2 separate regions of the Mus musculus genome follow, and region 1 is linked to region 2. The links are chromatin contacts, called in public HiChIP or PLAC-seq maps. All regions are on one chromosome and are shown on one strand. The core of a region is the stretch at or near the end of the contact, and the rest is flanking DNA. Distances in the headings are between cores, read along the strand shown.

Evidence for each region. HiChIP or PLAC-seq counts read pairs in DNA pulled down with a chosen protein or histone mark.
Region 1: a contact with region 2 is called in a RAD21 HiChIP or PLAC-seq map of pro-B cells, with 14 times the contacts expected there. The contact joins two enhancer-like sites. A contact is called at or near these places in 1 of 15 datasets of contacts at CTCF or cohesin (pro-B cells) and 5 of 484 Hi-C or Micro-C datasets (the C10 cell line, the NIH/3T3 cell line, the STO cell line and 2 more).

What each region holds. Positions count from the first base shown.
Region 1 is chr4:95,867,206-95,870,062 of GRCm38.p6, forward strand. All of the region lies in intron 14 of Fggy (FGGY carbohydrate kinase domain containing), which reads left to right. Among named protein-coding and RNA genes, the nearest start is that of Hook1, 99 kb to the right of the region's middle. Within about 2 kb of position 1,301, at least 11 of the 459 cell types and tissues checked have an H3K27ac peak or open chromatin away from gene starts, as enhancers often do. A contact at or near this core is called in bone marrow-derived macrophages and pro-B cells, where this site is marked.
Region 2 is chr4:95,415,828-95,418,527 of GRCm38.p6, forward strand. No RefSeq gene overlaps it. Among named protein-coding and RNA genes, the nearest start is that of Gm12707, 68 kb to the right of the region's middle. Within about 2 kb of position 1,409, at least 33 of the 459 cell types and tissues checked have an H3K27ac peak or open chromatin away from gene starts, as enhancers often do. A contact at or near this core is called in bone marrow-derived macrophages and pro-B cells, where this site is marked.

The DNA.
Region 1 (2,857 bases), core at 51-2,550, 450 kb after region 2:
ACAGTAAATAGAACTCTCAGTTTACAAAGGAGAAGTTGAGGTTTAAAATAGTTAAGTGCCGTTCCAGAAGCTACCACCAGTAAATATTACAAAACCAGGGCTGCACTCAGATCTGCAAGGTTGCAAAGCTGCTTCCGACCATGCCATGGCCTACCAGGAACATGGTAGGTCCATGCAGTTTCAACAAGCTAAGAAAGGTAGAAAGCAAGATGATGTTAGAAATAATTCTTCTTCCTCCTCCACCTCTTCCTCCTCCTCCTCTTCTTCCTCTTCTCCCTCCTCCTCCTCTCTTCCTCCTCCTTCTTCCTTCTTCCTTCTTTTCCTCCTCCTACTCTTCCTCCTCCTCTTGCTCCACCTCCTCCTCCTCTCGTTCTTTTCCTCCTCTTCTTTTTAAAACTAGATTTCCATGTGTAGCCCTGGCTATTCTGGAACCTACTCTGTAGATCAGGGTAATCTTGAATTCACAGATTTCTGCTGGCCACTGACTCCTGGGTACTAGGATTAAAGGCATTTGCCATTACAACCACTTTAGGTATTCTTCCTTGAACTCGTTTTTTTTTTTTCTTAAATACTTGGTTATTCTAAACAGTCATGCTTGATATGGATAATCCTGTATAGCTTTGCTGATTTGTCTTTATTTAGCCATATATGCATATATATACATATATATGTATATGCATAAGTCATTGTGAAGTTTTATTATCCATGAGATTTGAACATTTGGCGAGTACTATGTAAATAGTTGTATAGTCTATGCCCAAACACAAACTAGATGGGTAGAAAATGGTAACCAGCACATGGCTTTGAAAGCTGATGGATCCAGCCTGGGTCAGTTACTAAACTCTATGCACTGTCATTGAGCATCAGAGAAGGTGGTAAAATAGGAAGAACTGACATTGCTGGAATGTGAGCAAAGCACATGTGGCTCTCAGGGTGCTTCATAGTGCTGGGCAGAGAACCTTATTCTTTGCTAGTCGTTTCTTTCCTGATTATTTTTTCTTCAATGTATAATAGAAAAATATAAATAGCTGGAATCAAACTTGAGTTTTTATGAGAATTTCTGCCCCAAATGAAACCATGTTTTCAAGAAAGGGGAGTTTTAGGCAGAATTTTGAAAGATAGCCCCTTACTCATGAATTCAAGCAATAGCTAGGTATGGAAACGATTGTGAAAATGGTATATAAATTATGAAAGTTATGTGAAATAATGAGATAATATGTGTGAAAGTACCTCCTCGCATAGAAAGCCCTAATAAATGCTTCCTTCCTTCCTGATTCACATGGCAAGCAGGTGGCAGAGCCCAGGCCTGATCCTTAGAGCATCTAACCCCACCTCAGTGCTCTTTCAAGGGCCCCTATACTTGAGTGCCTCCTGTCTGCTCACCCCACCATGACATCTTCCACGTGTACTGACTGCAGGTTTTTAGAAATAGCCAAGCGCTCCAAAACATTCTGAAGAATGCTTAGTACAGATGAGCTAATTCGTGAGAGAGTACCTCGTATTAGTATTTGGAAAACAGTTACCAGTTAGGACTGGAAGGTTCCTTCCAGAGAGCTTTACAGACAGCAAGCTGAGACCAGCTAAGGCAAAAAGTCAATGGTCAGCAAGCCATATATGATATAAGAAATCATATAAGACATGCAGATATAAAACTTTATATAACTGACTGTTTCTTCCTGACTTTTTACTTTCCACGGAAATACCCTGGGAGGACTTTAGAAGCCCTTATACTTTGAAAAATATAAAGACATTGAAGGCTGTGCTTTACATTGTATGCGGAAGAAAATAATACAGATAACCACTGTGGGAGGTGGTCTGAGTTGTGCTCTTTTTTTCCTATTTAGTTGGGGTAAAATGGATATGGTCTATCATTCAGCATTTTAACCCTTTACCCCTTTCTGAGTGTTCCTGTTTCACGGAGTGGGGCTCAGTCACAATCCTGTGCGACTGTCAGCACCATCAGTTTCCAGAACTCTTTTCAACACGTGGGCCTAAACTCTGGACCCATGAAACAGTAATTCTGCATAGCCCCTTCCATAGCCGCTCCCACAGCTCCTGACCAGCATATACCTAATTTCAACAGCTCTAACCACATTGTATAAGCAGCATTAAATAGCATTTGCCTTTGGGTGACTGGCTTCTTTCTAGCATAACAATGTGTTCCAGATCCATCTATGTTGTAGTATGTGTTGGAATTCCTTCCTCCTTCTGATCTTCTGTGTGCCCCCATTATGACTGTCACAAATGAAGATGTTACTGAGCTTCTCATTAGAGCCACTTCTTTCTAGTGGCAGAGACAAATGGCCTGGTGGTAAAACTCAGCAGCAGTGGGACCTGGGACCTGAGAATTCAGACTCCCCTTCTAGTCTCATATATGACTAACACAGACAACGAATAGAATTTCATGCTGTGCTTTCCACCGGGACCCCAATTTCTCTTTAGCTGCTGCTCCGAGCCTCCGTTCAGCCTTGGGGAAGTTTGAGGTTACAGGTCTGAAAGGTGAGGTGTTGCCTTGGGTAGCCTTGTTTCTAGCCCAACTCCAAAATGCCCAGGTGAGCGTCTGAGGCAGTTCTTTGAGGGACAGGATAAACTAAGACCTTCACTTTAAAACTTGTCCTTTTTAAAAAAAAATTGTTTTGAATTGTTGACAGTTTTCTGTACCTATCTGGTTTAAACATGGTCTCCTAAACAGTGCGGTGGCATGATTACATGTTTGCCTGGGTTGTTCTGAAGCAGCAGAATATGACCATGTGTGACATTCAGATCACTCAAATGTCTTCTTCCAATATAAGACTTACTAAGCAAACTCACAGAGGGCAGCAGAATATGCCAACTGACCAAGCGGGTTCTGCAGGCC
Region 2 (2,700 bases), core at 159-2,658:
ATGAGCTAAATAAATATTCTTTCCCTTTAGGTCATTTTTTTTCCTCTTGCATTTATAAAATAATCAAAGGCTAATGTACAAGTACCTTTGTAAGTTACTGCATCCTCATCTTTCCTATAACACCACTAATATAACTGAATGATAAGTTCATAGTAGTTTTACAGTGGATTTTCTCATTTGCCTGATGTGATGTCCACCTTTGGCTCCAGAGTCACATAAGCATAAATCCTTTTAGCCCATTGGCCCCTTACCCTCCTGGATTGGGCCAGGCCATGGAAGAGGATGGGATGATAGAAGAGACATAGTCTTGGCAGTTGAAAAGTTGTTGTATTACCTCACCCTGTATCAGAAGGCTCCTTTATCATCCCCCACCTCCTCCCCATCATCCCACCCCCAAGCATCCTGTCACATCTCATCTTAGAGCCATTCTGGAAGCAGTGTTTGCTAGTTTGACATTTCAAAATAGCATCGAGGAGGCTAAAGATAGCTAAGTTACTGGGGAGGTTAAACATCTCGCCTAACAACACTGAATATACCAGGCCCTCTTTATGTTGGTCCAAAGACTACATGAGTATTTTTCTCCTAAGTAAAGAGCAGAAACATAGGATGGAGAGAGGGATTAAGCAAAGAGCCAACATAAGAACGTCAGTCAGTCTAATTCCAGGGGTAGTAAAGGTGCCATTATTTCAGAGGTCTCACTTAGTGGACTTTGTTTATGGAAATCCTTTCTTACAGGCTAAGTGCATAGTTTTATTCTGGAAACTGCATTCCATACAAAGAAATAAAACATAGTCAGGGATCATCCAAGCTGTGGAAGCAGTTTGTGCATTAAGAAAAAAAAAAAAAAAAAAAAAGGAAAGGAAAAAGCCAATGATCTTTAACTTCCCTTTCCTTTTTTGCTGTCTCAATTGTTTTTCATTTCAAATTTCCAGAGCCACGTGGATATAACCATGGGTTTAGGCATCTGAGAGCCAGACCTTTGTGCTAGGTTGCAGGAAAGGCACAATCTTCCCCAAAGAACAAGGATGACCTAAGAAGTCACTATATTAATGCCATTTTAGGCTGATGACTTTTGGCCAAGCACTCTGGTAAGACTTCGATATGTTCCTCTTCATTTGATCTCATAGCAAGATATACAGTTAGATAATAGTGCTTCATTAGGAGAAGTTAAACTGAGGGTCATAGAGGTTCAACTGTCTGCCTCCAACATCTGCTTTCTTCCCAGCTGTGATCATCTTCTTTTCTACAGATGGACAGGGAATAGTCTTACTTGCACAGCTTGGATTGAATGTACTCCAAGAATCAACTGGCTTTAGAGAGGAAAGATGCATTCCTACAGAGGGCCACTGTCAAGGCCAAGGAGACTGACCACATTGAACCCTGACTCAGCAGACTAGCCTGTGTCTGACGTGCCCTTCCCCCAGGCCACAGACATCTGATGAAAAGGCTATTCCTGCTTGCACCCAGCAGGGTGACTAAACACCAAAGTCTCAGGGGAGATGCTAAATGTCAGAGTTGAAGTGAGTCCTTCTGCCTCACCTCTGAATGTGACTACAGCTGCCCACGTGGTGATGGCCACACTGTTGCAGACAGGGAGGTAGTGAGGGAGCTGTTAGGGCAGAATAGGGCTGCTCTGATAAGATGGAGGTGGGATGGATAAGGTGGTCTAATTCCTATAGCTTTACTTCCATGTTGTCCATCTTCCAGAAACTCAGCTAAGAGCAGAGGAAGACACACTTAAGTTTCCACATTTGGGGTGCTCTACAGGGAGGCCTTCTAAATTTGATAGCAGAGTTCTGTGATGTAGAGTTCACTGGGAACCATTCCCATTCTCCCACAGGAGATCTCAGATCTCCTGTGATGGACTCAGAGTCTTTAAAGCAGGCAAAGATGCAGCCTGTCCACAGCATGAGGCCGCTGGAAGAGGAAAACCTTCCAGAGTGCAGACAACAAAGTGAAGAGGACCATGAGCACAACAGAAGCTGGGGATCTGGCAATGCATCCTGGCTAGGAGACAGGGAGACACGAGCTAAGATGATGCTCACAAGATGATACTCACAGGAGGAGCTAGAGGCATGGACAACAGAGAACACAGCATAGGGGAAGAGACAGTGAAGGAGGTAGTGCACCAAGGGGCAAGACAGAGCAAGGTTGGGGACAAAGGCAGAGACTGTAAAGAGAGAATAGGAGAGCTGGGCTGGTGGTGGAAATGCCACGTCTGATATTCAACTTGCAATCAAACCTCTTAGAAGTACTAAGTCTAGCCTCTGTGAGAAGTGGATACAGGCCTAGGTATCTGCAGGAGCTCAGTGGAGAGCACTGGTCATGGCATTATATACCAGTTATTGTGCTGGCCAGGGATGGAGAGGAGAGAAGAGTTAGGCCAGAAAAGAGGTAAAAACAATATATACAGTCCCTAACACTGAAAAACATTTTCATTGAAGAATAAACTAATTTACCCCAGTCTTTTGTGGCTGGAAAGCTCCCTTGTTGACATTTATCTCAGTGTCTTTTTAAGAAAATCCCAGGGGTTTACTAGAGGTCTGAATTCACTGAGGTATGGAGGGAGTCATGATATATTAGGCAGCACTAGGTTCTACGTGAGTGAGCTGCTAAGCAGGACCCAATCTTTCTTGGGGTTTCCAGAAACTTCTGAATGAGGAAAGTGTGTGTCCAGTCAGCTTAGCTTCTAGTTCCAGG